Linked DNA regions of Muntiacus reevesi: region 1 is linked to region 2. Evidence: chromatin contacts called from public Hi-C data. All regions are on one chromosome and are shown on one strand. Each heading gives the region's core, a stretch centred on a gene start, on an enhancer-like site or on the middle of the called end of the contact. The rest is flanking DNA. Distances are from core to core; before and after follow the strand shown. Region 1 holds the start of FBXO30 (F-box protein 30). Region 2 holds the start of SHPRH (SNF2 histone linker PHD RING helicase).

The links. A called contact is a pair of places that touch in the nucleus more often than the background predicts.
Region 1: a Hi-C map of muscle shows a contact between it and region 2, with 6 times the contacts expected there. The contact joins the promoter of FBXO30 here to the promoter of SHPRH in region 2. A contact is called at or near these places in 2 of 3 Hi-C or Micro-C datasets (blood and muscle).

What each region holds. Positions count from the first base shown.
Region 1 is chr3:176,277,307-176,284,312 of mMunRee1.1, forward strand. FBXO30 (F-box protein 30) reads left to right here and starts at 3,395. Exons shown (of 3, transcript XM_065931194.1): 1 at 3,395-3,571.
Region 2 is chr3:176,134,595-176,141,920 of mMunRee1.1, forward strand. SHPRH (SNF2 histone linker PHD RING helicase) reads left to right here and starts at 2,023. Exons shown (of 30, transcript XM_065931191.1): 1 at 2,023-2,209. The coding sequence starts at 2,172.

The sequences.
Region 1 (7,006 bases), core at 2,145-4,644, 140 kb after region 2:
CCATTTCCTTCTCCAGGGGATCTTCCCATCCCAGGGATCGAATCTGTGTCTGTAGCATTGCAGGTGGATTCTTTACCACTGAGTCACCAGGGAAACCTGTAAGTTCTTTTCCCAGTTTTTTTTTTTTTTAAGTTTTTTAAAATCTAAAAGTCTGAGAGCCATTTCTCAGCATGACAAATTATGTGCGGTCTCTTTTCTAAGGCAGATGGGTGAAAACCTAGTTACACAAAGCATTACTGAACAGGGTTTTCCTGTCTCTGTCCCCTGTCGCCAAGTCCAGGATTACAGCCTTCATCTCTTTATCCTTCTCTTGCCTTAGGGCTGAGCAGGAGCCCTCGGGAAGGACACTGGGGTAGAGGTGAGGGGATGTGAAAGTGAAAGCCGCTCAGACATGTCTGACTCTTTGCGACCTCATGACTGTACAGTCCATGGAATTCTCCAGGCCAGAATACTGGAGTGGGTAGCCTTTCCCTTCTCCAGGTTTTTTCCCAACCTAGCGATCGAACTGGGGTCTCTTGCATTGCAGGCGGATTCTTTACCAGCTGAGCCACAAGGGAAGCCCATGGGGGGATGTAAGGCCCACTGTCCCTTGGCCTTGGACCAAGGCATGGCAGTAGTAGTGGGAAATGAACCCCAATTCTTTGATATGGCCCTGCAATAGTTCTTCAGCCCTTAGTCATTTGCAAAGTAACCTGCAAAAGCAGCTGCTGCTTTTCTGTTAGATCGCATTGTCTTTCCCACAAAACCCCGCTGCTACGGTCTGTGTGGAGGATCACAGTCCCGCACAGAAGCAGACCTTGGTGGGCTGCTCCATCAGGGCTTCGTGACACCTGTCTGAATCCTGCTGGGCTGAGCCCGGTCCCAGGGGAGGCAGAACATACAAGAATCTGGACATCCCAAGAAAAAGCAATACAAAGAGTCAAAGTGGTTGTCTGAGGAGGCCTTACAAATGCCTGAGAAAACAAGGGAAGTGAAAGGCAAAGGAGAAAAGGAAAGATAAACCCATTTGAATGCAGAGTTCCAAAGAACAGTGAGGAGAGGTAAGAAAGCCTTCCTCAGTGATCAATGCAAAGAAATAGAGGGAAACAATAGAATGGGAAAGACTAAAGATCTCTTCAAGTAAATTAGAGATACCAAGGGAACATTTCATGCAAAGATGGGCACAATAAAGGACAGAAATGGTATGGACCTAACGGAAGCAGAAGATATTAAGAAAAGGTGGCAAGAATACATAGAACTGTACAAAAAAGATCTTCATGACCCAGATAACCATGATGGTGTGATCACTCATCTGCAACCAGACATCCAGGAATGCAAAGTCAAGTGAGCCTTAGGAAGCCTCACTAGAAACAAAGCTAGTGGAGGTGATGGGATTCCAGTTGAGCTATTTCAAATCCTCAAAGATGATGCTGTGAAAGTGTTGCACTCAATATCCCAGCAAATTTTGAAAACTCAGCAGTGGTCACAGGTCTAGAAAAGGTCAGTTTTCATTCCAATCCCAAAGAAAGGCAATGCCAGAGAATTTTCAAATTATTGCACAATTGCACTTATCTCACATTCTAGCAAAGTAATGCTCAAAATTCTCCAAGCTAGGTTTCAACAGTATGTGAACAGAGAACTTCCAGATGTTCTAAATCCAGATGTTCAAGCTGGATTTAGAAAAGGCAGAGGAACAAGAGATCAAATTGCCAATATCTGCTGGATCATAGAAAAAGAAAGAGAATTCCAGAGAAACAACTATTTTTACTTTATTGACTATGCCAAAGCCTTTGACTGTGTGGATCACAACAACCTGTGGAAAATTCTTCAAGAAATGGGAGTACCAGACCACCTTACCTGCCTCCTGAGAAATCTGTATGCAGGTCAAGAGACAACAGTTAGAACCAGACTTGGAACAATGGACTGGTTCCAAATTGGGAAAGGAGTACGTCAAGGCTGTATATTATCATCCTTCTTATTCACCCTATATGCAGATTACATCATGTGAAATGCTGGGCTGGATGTAGTACAAGCGGGAATCAAGATCGCCAGAAGAAATATCAACAACCTCAGATATGCAGATGACACCACCCTTATGGCAGAAAACAAAGAGAAACTAAAGGGCCTCTTGATGAAAGTGAAACAGGAGAGTGAAAAAGCTGGCTTAAAACTCAACATTTCAAGAATTAAGATCATGGCATCCGGTCCTATCACTTCATGGCAAATAGATGGGGAAACAATGGAAAAAGTGAGAGACTTTAATTTCTTGGGCTCCAAAATCACTGCAGATGGTGACTGCAGCCATGAAATTAAAAGCTTGCTCCTCAGAAGAAAAGCTATGGCCGACCTAGACAGCATATTAAAAAGCAAATACATTACTTTGTCAACAAAGGTCCATCTAGTCAAAGCTATGGCTTTCCCAGTAGTCATGTATGGATGTGAGAGTTGCACTATACAGACAGCTAAGTGCCTAAGAATTGATGCTTTTGAACTGTGGGGTTGGAGAAAACTCTTAAGAGTCCCTTGGACTGCAAGAAGATCCAACCAGTTCATCCTAAAGGAAATCAAACCCTGAATATTCATTGGAAGGACTGATGCTGAAGCTGAAGTTACAATACTTTAGCCACCTGATGTGAATAACTGACATTTGAAAAGACCTTGATGGTGGGAAAGATTGAAGGCAGGAGGAGAAGGGGACGACAGGGGATGAGATGGTTGGATCGCATCACCGACTCAATGGATATTAGTTTGAGTAAACTCCGGGGGTTAGTGATGGACAGGGAAGCCTTGCGTGCTGTAGTTCACAGGGTCACAGTCGGATACGACTGAGCGACTGAACTGAACTGGACACTATGTCACACAAGACTAGGGCACACTGGATCAGCCGGCAGGAAGGCCTGATCATCAAAGATTCAGTGACAACTGCTCCATTTTTTCCCTAAATATGACCTAAGGGGAACACTGCTGCACCCAGAATTAAGGGATTTGGCTTGCTTATCCTACAATTAAAGTAGTCACTCTATTTGGGTCTGTTTCCTGAATTCCAAAACTGCGTGTCTAGGATTCCTTTCAGGAATACAAGCTACTAATATCGAACAGGATTTGGTAGACTTGCGGGGCAAAAGTCACGTGGAGTCCAGCGGGAACCCCCTAAGCGCAACGCGCGGAACCCAGAGACCTCTGACTCCAGACCACACCCTCTTGCCACGTCCCTTCCGGGGAGGCGGGCGAGTGACGGTAGGAGCTCAGCGTGCGCGTCCCCGCTGAGCTCAGCGTGCGCGCCCCCGGCTGGTTCGGCGCGCGCGTCTGCGACCGACTTGCCTCAGATCCCGAGTCTCGGCCGGGTGGGCGGGGCACAGCCGAGAGGAGCGGGGCGGGGCGGGGCGCGCGGAGAGGACCGGCGCCGGGAGAGGAGGCCGAGGAGGAGGAGGAGAAGGGGAGAAAAGGCGGCGGCCCGGCGGGGCAGAGGGGCGAGCAGGAGGCGGGTTGCACGGGGGTGTGGGGCGCGGAGCGGCGCCGGGACAGCGGGGAGCAGCTGGGCACGGCGGCCGCGGCAGCTGGGATTTGGGCCGCGGTTCGGCCGGGCCGGCCGGTGAGTGTCTGGGGCAGACTGCCCGGGTGACTGGCGCGGCCCGGGCTGTGCCCGCGGGCAGAGGCGGTGTCCGAGCCGGAGGCGGCGGTGGGGCGGCGGGCCCGGCCGGGCCTGGGTCGGAATAAACACGGCCTCGCCGGGACCCCGCGAGTCCCAGGCCGGGTCCCGGCGGCGAGAGGGCGGCGGCGGCTTGGCCTCCGCGCCCAGCCCGCTGCCCGGCCGGCCCTGGAGGCCGCCGGCAAATGGCGCCTGAGACCCCGCAGGCCGACCCCTCGGTGCCACCCGGGCTCACGGGTCTGTGGGTGAGGGTAGGTGGGGGAGAAGCCAGAGTTAAACTTAGGAAGCCCTAAGATCCTCGAAAACCCGGCCTCTCTTCCCTTTTGCAGATTAGAAACTTGCTTTGTTTGGGAAGAGGCGGGTTAAAGTAATACTGAGAGGCATCGCCGACTGTCTCCACGGGATGAGTGAAGTTGGTAACTTTTCCATTCATGGAAGTGAGAGAAGCTTAGTCTTAGCCTCAGTCCTCGTTAAAGAGAAATATCCTAATTTTATAGGTCTGAGGGGTATGACCATTTCCAAGTTGTTTGTGTCCTGTCTCGTGGAAGTGCATTGCTGGGAAGGGAGTATAGAGTGCACGTTGAGTTCAGAGTAATCTCCTTTGAGCGTGTTTTTTACGCGTCTGTTTAGAGAATACAGCCAGAACAGCGTGTTGTTTATCATGGTTCTAGTACTCCATTCCCCGCTCTCCCTGTGTCTTGTTTTTCTTTCTGAGCCATGTCGTAAGTCTTGGGTAAAAGATGCTTGGGAAGGAATTGACCTTTTATTCCATAATTATTTTGTTGACTCGGATCCAAGATGAAGTTATTTATGGGCATTCTGATATCCGTGTAGATTAACTCAAAACTTTACATACAAAACCGCAAGCTTTCTAAGCTTTTAATTTCTGTTTGCTACATTTCAATCCATTTTTGTGTTCTTTAGAAAGTCCTAGAAATTCTATTAACAGATTTTGCGTTCCCTTATATTTTTTAAGCTTTTCCAGAGTTGTTGACAGCCAAGAGGGAAGAGAGTAGCGTAAAATGTAAGATGAGGGTTTTCCTAAGGGTTCAGGTTTTCAGTTTACAGTTTTCGCTGAATCATGTTCTTTATGCTTAGTCACTGTTTCTTACTACAGAAGTTTAATTGGGGATAACAATGTTTTGCTAACTTTTTAAATTGCTAATTTGTTTTTATTTGGTATTTTAATGCGGTGATATAGCTCTTTTGTGTATGTGTGATTCTGGAAATGTTAGTGGGTGGAGTTTTGAGAGTGTTATCAGAGAACTGAAGTTTCCGATATAGGCAAACTTTTATGCATTCCAAGTGTACTAGGTATTTAATTTCAATCCAGTACTTTTGTATGGCTAGCATTGGAGATTTTTATTTTTTAAATAAAGTGTCCTAATATGCTATTAAAGAAAAATAATACATATTTTGAGATACTGTATATAGTTAGAGAGGTGTTTTAAGGTCACCAAAATAGGTCTTGTTTCATGTGTGTTTACTATTTGATAGACTATGTTACTAAAATGTGACTTTTTTGGTAACTCTTGTAACTAAGTTACCATGACTGCTTGTTTCATTAAAAGAAGTTAGCACATGCTGTGGAATGACATGGTATTTGTGGAATTTATTAATATTCAAGTCTTCAGTCAGAAAGCTATAAAATATTATTTAATTTCAAGTTTATTTTTGATGAAATAAGTGAGATTGGCTTTGGACTAGTGGTTTTTACACTACAGGTAGCTCAATAGTTAAATACAAGATAAGCATGCCTCAATTACAACCCAGTCTATAAAAATCTTTTTCCAAAAAGGTTTTGTCTTTTTTTTTAAGAGTGGGTAATGTTAGCATTAGATCCTCATATGATTGTTTTTAATAAACTTAATAAGTATAAATGACCTGATATAGAAATGATATAGATAAAGTTTTGTGCATGTGCGTGTGTCTGTTGTGTAAAGTGAAGTACATCTTTTCTGAGCAATACATGTTTGTGTTGTACTGGACTCACTAATAATTATAACCAACCTTTGTAGAGTACTAGGGTGTTTTCACAGTAGAGTAATTGCATCACGGGCACAAAGCTGAGTCTGGAAGCCCATTCCCCTGTGCCATGCTGCCCATTGTAATGACTTAAGTTCCACCATTCTGGTGGATTATTTTTATCTGAGTATCAACTCAAATCGGTTCTGGTATGAATATTAAATATTAATATTTGTTGTTTTAATTTCTGATGTAAGTCTATAGTAATTTCTTTTGTTTATTTAGTGGAGAACAATTTCAAGTAGTTAGGACTTTCACTTTGGGATCAGTTACCTATGACCATATTTAGAAATGCAAAATTTATGTTTTGATTATATCATAACTAGAAGAGTAAAAACTTGAAAACAAAATTCCACATAATTAGGTCATCATTCTATTAAAAAAAAGTCAGAACCAAAACTTTATAAAATAATGTATGCAGTGTAACAAGTTTAGCCATTTTGAACTCATCAGTAGGCCAGGTAGTTTGAGATGGGAGTTGGTAATGATCATGGATTTTTCCGTCTTGGCTAGTCATCCCAGCCCCCTTTTTTATACCAGTGAAATAAAATATCCAATTGAAGTTATATTTTTGTTATGGCCTTTAAAACTGAGTGCACCTGACCGGTAAATCAGCAGCAATGTTTGTATTTATTGTGCAGTAGCACCTCTGACTATGCAATAAGCATGAGTCTTGCTCTGAAGGAGTTAAAACTGATTACTAAATATGAAATTTCAGTTACAGACTTACTGGTTAACTAGTGAGCAAGTCTGTCTATAGTTCCATTTCAGCCTTTCATTGAAGCAACATTTTATTGTCTCAGTGGAATTTTTTTTAATCTAATATCATTCAGTTCAGTCACTCAGTCATATCTGACTCTTCGCAATCCCGTGGACTGCAGCACGTCAGGCTTCCCTGCCCATCACCAACTCCCAGAGCTTGCTCAAACTCTTGTCGATTGAGTCGGTGTCCAACCATCTCATTCTCTTGTCATTCCCTTCTTCTCCTGCCTTCAGTCTTTCCCAGCATCAGAGTCTTTTCCAATGAGTCAGTTCTTCGCATCAGGTGGCCAAAGTATTGGAACTTCAGCATCAGTCCTTCCAATGAATATTCAGGACTGATTTCCTTTAGGATGGACTGGTCTGATCTCGTTGCAGTCCAAGGGACTCTCAAGAGTCTTCTCCAACACCACAGTTCAAAAGCATCAATTCTTTGGCGCTCAGCTTTCTTTATGGTCCAACTCTCACATCCATACATGACTACTGGGAAAACCATAGCTTTAACTATACTGACCTTTGTCAGCAAAGGTCTAATATCATATTGATTGTAATATTAAGGAAGTAGACTGATGCCACTCGCTTTGTTGAGCTTCC
Region 2 (7,326 bases), core at 773-3,272:
ATGGTTGGATGGCATCATTGACTCAATGGACATGAGTTTGGGTAAATTACTGGAGTTGGTGATGGACAGGAAGGCCTAGTGTGCTGCAGTCCATGGGTGGCAAAGAGTTGGCCACGACTGAGTAATTGAACTAAACTGAACTGATGTGAAGAACTGACTCACTGGAAAAGATCCTGATGCTGGGAAAGATTGAAGGCAGGAGGAGAAGGGGATGAGACAGGATGAGATGGTTGGATGGCATCACTGACTTGATGGAATTAAGTTCGAGTAAGCTTCAGGAGTTGGTGATGATGGACAGGGAAGCCTGGTATGCTACAGTCCATGTGGTCACAATGAACCAGACATGACTGAGCAACTGAACTCAACTGAACGTAGGTGTGAACAGCTGCTTCACAGCTGGGAGCTTCCAGAATGCTAGGTGCAAAAATGAGTCACGTTTTCTGAAATTAGCTCTGGTGATTCTATATTGAAAAACACATTACTCCATAGAAAACTATTCAAAGGCTATACTTTGAAAATATAGGACTGAACATATATATTATTGTAAAAACTGTTAAAATCTTAATTGTAAGTATATGCTACTGTATTAGAATTCTCTCTGTATTACATGAGAAAGATGAAATTACATCTCTAGATATATAACTGGATTCCTAGTTTACTATTTTTGTACAGGTTAACAATAATATCTATAGAGATTAATTACTCGATAACTTTGAACAAAAATAAAATGAAGCTGGGTTATTTTAAAATATCTCTGCCTGGCACCAGCAGGACTTGGTAAAATTATAAGCTTGATTTTCTGCTCGCTGGTGAAATGTGATATAAAACTATCAAAGATCACCTGTCGCAGCACCATATATATTTAAGTATGGAGTTTCAAATTACAGTTCCAAAAGAAAGGCTGCATTTTATCCTGCACTTAATAAAAAGATCAGTTCTCCAATGAAGTGGGATTCTGCTTGCCTACTCTTCTAACACTAGAGCTACTTTTTTAGCTGGCCTCCGGAAACTCTGGATAAGGTCACTGATTTCCACTGAATTCTAAGTGGTTTTGTTTACGGAAATAGCTTCTCTTAGAGGTTTGTCATGAAGTTCGGTACTAAGAATATCGACCACTCTGGACTGTCTCCACAGCTAACGGATCCTCCTATAAGCAAGAACTTATTTTTGTGCTTCTGTGATCACACAGGCCAAGACTCCCTTCCGCAGCATAATTCTAAGCCCTCATTAGGTACTCAGTCATCGAGGGCCCCAGGTCTGAAAGTGCTAGTCGCTTAACAGAGTCCGACTCTCTGGGACTCCATGGACTGTAGCCCACCAGGCTCCTGCGTCCATGGGATTATCCAGGCAAGAATACTCGAGTGGGTTGCCATTTCCTTCTCCTGGGGATCTTGCCGACCCAGGGATCGAACTGGGGTCTCCCGCATTGCACTCACATTCTTTACTCTCTAAGCCGTTATTTTCCAGGCTCTTGGTTCTGAAGCCGCTCAGCTATTTCGGAGTTACCCAAGAGAAAAGGCTACCGCTCAGTGAAGAAAAGGAAAAAAAAAAACAAAAGCTTAAGATATTGGAAGCCCAGCTTCGTCACAATACTGTAGCTTTTTCCTCATCTTAAAATATTTACTCACATCTCCCTGGAGAGTCTTTTAAAGTAACTTCTGAGTGAGATGAACTTCAACCGTAACTAATTAGTGGCTGCTTTCTAGAAACAATTTACAAGGTGTACCTGCAGAATTCTCGTCTTTTTACTAAAGTCACAGCTCTTAACATCTGTTTCAAGAGTGACCCGTAACCTTCAGCCAGCAGCCCCGCCCACTTCTAAATCCGCTTAGAGCGCCACCTCCTCCTTTGACGTTCAGCCTATCATGTATTCTCTAATGGCTCAGTGTAGCTATCGCGAGACTCTAACGGTATCCTTCGAGAGTGGACTTGCGCAGAAGAGACTCATGAAGCTAGGGTCGGAGAAAGGGGGCGGGGCGTCCCGACGTGCGCGTTCACCTTGACCCCACGCTCCAGCGCGCGCCCGGCATCTAGGCGCTGTGGTTTCTGGGCCCCTCGGGAACCCCAACACAAACCAGCATAAAGCGCGCGTGCCCACCTCAGGCCGATGTTCGGTGAATAGCGAATGCGTGCCCGGGACCTGCAGGGGCATCAGAGGGCCCTGGGCCTTGATGCAGAGAGGCTCTAGGGGCTTGGAGAAACAGTCTAGGTAGGCGCTTGGGTGATAGAGGGTCAGGGGTCAGAGGTCGGGGGCGGAAGGCGTTTCTGTACGCAGACAGCGGTCTCAGGGAGGGACGACTCCGTTGTTTTGGAGCCTGGGAAACTAAAAGACTGACGGGGAGCTGCAGCGCGAGTTTCCGCGACCCTTCCCCATCCCAGACGTGCGGGCCGGGGGACCGCCGCGGCTTGCCCGGGACGAAGAGGAGCCGCGGGAGGGAGGCTTGCTTTCCCCCCCGCGGACTGGGGCCTACGGTGTCTCGTTCGAGCGTCCTAGGGTCCTTGATCTCGCTCCTCTGCCTCCGGGCAGCTTGTTTGCCCGGCCTGCTGGGAGCGATCGGCGCTGACAGCCTTGCTCAGACTCCTCAAACCGCTTTTGAGTCTTTCGGAAGAAAACTGAGTGGGTATCACCATTCTCCGCAGATATGCCCCTGGAGACTGGAACTGGGCAGCTGCCTAGCTTATTGGTGTGCGGGATTGTAAATGTAGTAAAGGGGAGGCCGGGGCCTCTGAGTTAAAGTTCTCAGGTACCTCAGGAACCAGGTTAAATACATTCGCATTCAAAACCAGCCTTGCATTTTGTGCCTTTTGACTCTGTGATAGTTTCTACTTTTCTGAACCAGGATATGTTTTCTGATGGTTAGCGGTCACTGTCAGATAAAGAGGATTAGTAAATAGTGACTTTGTACCTTTTTTCTAAGGGCCATGAAGTAAAAACCCTAGATGTTTGGTGTTTTCCTTTTTCCGCCTGCAATGTGGAAGACCTGGATTCGATCCCTGGGCTGGGAAGATCCCCTGGAAAAGGGAACAGGCTACCCACTCCAGTATTCTGGCTTGGGGGATTCCATGGACTATATATATAGTCCATGTGGTCTCAAAGAGTCGGACACGACTGAACGAGTTTCACTACTTCTGTTTGAATTAACTTTTGACTTTAATAAGCAAAAAATAATTTTAGAGTTATTACAGCTACTTTCAATTATTCTGTTGGGTGATAGCAAGAATGATGAAACTCCCATGAATCGAAATGTTCCATGATACCTGTACCATCACCAGAAAGGCTAGTTGGTTTATGATGAGAAATCATGCTGGAAGCAAGATAGTAGTGAGCAGTAGGGGGATAAATGTTCTGTATTGCAAAACATGGCACTTCTGGAGTTTACAAAATCCACTTAGCCAATAAGCTGTCAGTGGAGAATAAAATGATTTTGAAAGATGCTATATATATATATATATATATATATATATATCTCCTCCTCTTGTCCGGCCTAAAGAACTGTACTTACAGGATTATTAAATCTGTTATTTTATTAAGAGTTCAGGCTAGAAAGATTTGGGGTAATAGAATCTGCTGGTGAAAAAGCAAGGCCTTTTATAAGTATCTGTGACTGGTTTTAGAGTTCTGCAGAGGAAAATACTCTCAACCTGCTGGGGTTATCACTAAGAAAAAAGTTGTAATGTTAGGTCATTGAGAACTTCTCAGTCATCAGTAATGATTGAGTTTCACTTGCATAAGGCTTACCTTACAGCCTGATATCTCAAATGTATATACTCTGTTTTCCTGGATAGCCTAAATCAGGACCTACCATGGGTTTGTTCTATATCATTCAGTATTGGCAATTATCTTTTAATGAGGAGATAGTAATTTGGAGGGGAAAAATCTGAATAAGTTTAATTGATATTCATCTGTTGTCTTAGTAACAACATTTTATATTTATTTTTCTAGCAGTCTATCTTTGTTTTCTGTTAAAGACAGAATCAGTTTTCTGTTTCACTCTGGGCCAGAAATTGTAAGGAGTAGTTTCACCCTACCTGTAGTCTTTTTGAACGTGGTTGAATGAGATTGGCCCAAAAAGAAATTTGAGTAAAAGTACTTCTGGGTCCTTGAGAAGAGAGAGAATATTCACAGAGTTAGAGATCTTTGTTTCACATTACTTTGTATATCATTTCCATCCTGGCCCTGACCTGGCGTTGGGAGTACAGTGCTGAATAGGGTTCTGTTCCTGCCTGGCTTTCAAGTAGTTCAAAGTCAAACAGCTGAGAACACTGTAACAGTGGGAATCAAGAAGGAGAGGCCTTTAATTCAGCATACCTGGTCGTGGAACATTTTGTGGGAGATCAGGATATCGACAGGCGGAAAAGCATGAAAGGGCATTTCAAGCAAAAGGCATTTAGAGGAATGAGAGTCAAAATGTGGTCCATGTAGGAAACTGTGATATATAATCATGTTATACCCAAACACTGGTATTTAAGTGGGGGAAGAAGGGAAGAAGATTCATCTGGTATGAGGAAAATAAGGAGAAGGATTTAGAATTGGAACATGATTAGAGATATATGGAATTTTACTAGGACTTATTAGCTCCCAGTTAACATGGTTTTGAGTAGCTTTGATCAAATAATTTAATCTTCTTTGGTTCAAGAATTATCCCTAGATAAAAATCTCCTTTAAGCAAAAAAGAGTTAACCAAAACAGGGTGGTGGGGCAGAGGGAAGGCAGATCATGAATGTTTGCCCAGTAGAGAATGAAAGGAGAGCCTGCTAGAAACCCTGGTATTTATTTTTCTTGAACTTATCATTGTAATTGATAAATACTTTGATAATACTGTGACATTGGAAGAATCAAGTTGAAAGCAAACATCTGAGTGAATGTGCAGATTATAGTGGTATATATAGTTTAGAAGATACTGCATGAGGATGAGTGTTACCAGAGAAAAGAACAGAGAGTGAAAGGGAAGTGTTCTGGTTCAGTAATATGTCTATTACAAGACTTGTAATAGAAAGGGCACATATTAACCTCTGTTCACAATTGATGGCCTCAGACTGGTCATGGACTACTACTGATGCCCCACCAGTTGAGCACACATTTCCCATCTATGCTGTACTTTGCCAGGAAAGAAATGGATTTCTGTAGGCAGCTAGCTATCCATAACAAGGTTTTTTACGCTTGGCTGCCTGCTAGAATCACCAAGTGAGAGTGAAAGTGTTAGTTGCTCAGTTGTGTCTAAATCTTTGTGAACCCGTGGACTGTAGCCTGCCAGGCTCCTCTGTCCGTGGAATTCTCCAGGCAAGACTACTGGAGTGGGTTGCCATCCCCTTCTCCAGGGAATCTTCCCAGCTCAGGGATTGAACCCAGGTCTCCTGCATTGCAGGTAGACTCTACTGTCTGAGCCAGCAGGGAAGAATCACCAAGGGAACCTGAAAAAATAATGGAGGTGGTGCCTGGGCCCTGCCCCAGAGATGATATTTTAATTGGCTGGACTAGTACCAGGGCATCAGGATTTTGAAAATTTCCCCCAGATGGTTCTAGCGTTCAGTCAAGTTTGAAACACACTGATCTGTAGTTCCCCATCCTGCCACTTTAAAGTTTGGTTATTGTAAAGTGTAGTTTATAGTGTTCTCAGGGTGATGACAATAGCAACTGCTGCTTACTGAATATATGCTAAACTTCAGTTGCTGTGCTATTGTACATACACACAGAAGCTAGATAATTTCTAAGTGCCAAAGCTAGAATTAGAATTTAGGACCCCAAAACTCACACTCTCATATAAGCCACATTGCTTTGCCAGATGTGAGATTCTGTAGCCAATTGCTTTGGGGGCCATTAGAGTTAATGATTCCATCATCACCATGTTACTGATATTATGGTGGTTAGTGAGATAGATTGTGTAACTGACCCAGTTCCCTCCCCATATGTCCCCACCATTTGACTTTGAATCCATCTGTGAGACCTTGCTTTGCCCATGGAACCTTAATGTTTTTACCCTAACCAAAAGCCAAAAAGTACTTGTGTGATTGGATTTGTACTCATTCCTCAGTCACTGTCATAATAACATTTTTGGGTTTTTTTGCTGGTATGAGGAGAAAGATGACTATATTTAGGAGAGCCAAGCGACTTTTCCTGAAACCTAGACTATATCAGCCAATCCTAAACTAATCTGCAGATCGGTGAGAATAAATGATTGCTGTCTCCAGGCAGAGCTTTGGGTGATATGTTATACAGCATATTTATGATGGTGGCTAACTGATAAACTGGTATAGAAGACTGACTTGATTCCAGTATTCCAACCTGTGCTCTGAGGAGAACTGGACACAGACAAGCACTTAGGGTATTAGGGACTTTCTGTATTATTCTGATCTCTTATTCAAAGTAATAGAGGAGACAAGATGCTTGAAAAGTAGTTAACTATAGTCAGAGGTTGATTGTAGACCGCCACCTCCATATTCATAAACCAAGCACTGATTAAGGGAATGGAATTCTCGTGATTGACTTAGAACAGCAGTTTTTGATAGACATGTTGCTATTATGAAAATGTTCGATTATTGTCAGTCCAATACGGTAGCTTCTGGTCACATAGAGTTTTTGAGCACTTGAATTATGGCTCGGGAGAATGAAGAGCTGAGTTTAAATCTTTTTGTTTTTAACTTAAATACTACCTCTTAAAGTTAGACGCAGCTGTCGGCATCCTTATGGGAAAACACAAACAACTTCTTTGCGGCTGTTGAGGAAACCACTCTGCTTTTAAGTCACAAAGCTAACATGTTCCTCAGTAAGAGAAAGGTTCTGTCAACAAGGAAATGAGGTAGATCTTAGGTAGATAAATATTACTTGTTGTTTCATGGTTACTGTCCTATTCAGATTTTTCTATTTATTGGGCCAACTTAACTTATTACATTTTTTAGTAAATTATTCATTTTATCGATACATTTCAAGTTTATTGGAATAAAGCTATTAAGAGTTTTTAATTCCCTTCTGTACCTGCTTTTTGTTTTTGCCTTTTAAATCAGTTTTATTAAGATAAATTACGTACAATAAAATTCAACAATTTTATATATACAATTTGATGAATTTTAACAAATGTATAAAATCATGTGATCACCTGTGGAACATTTCTGTTACCCCAAAGGTTTCCCTTCTGCTTCTTTGCTGTCAGTCACAACTCTTACCACTTCCTGACCCCTGGAAACCATAGTCTGGTTTCTAACACCAGATTCTTTACTTTCTCTAGAATTTCATATGAATGGAATCATGCACTATGTAGTCTTTCAGCGTCTTTCACTTAGTATAATGTGTTAAAAATTCATCCATGTTATATGTATCAATAGTTTGTT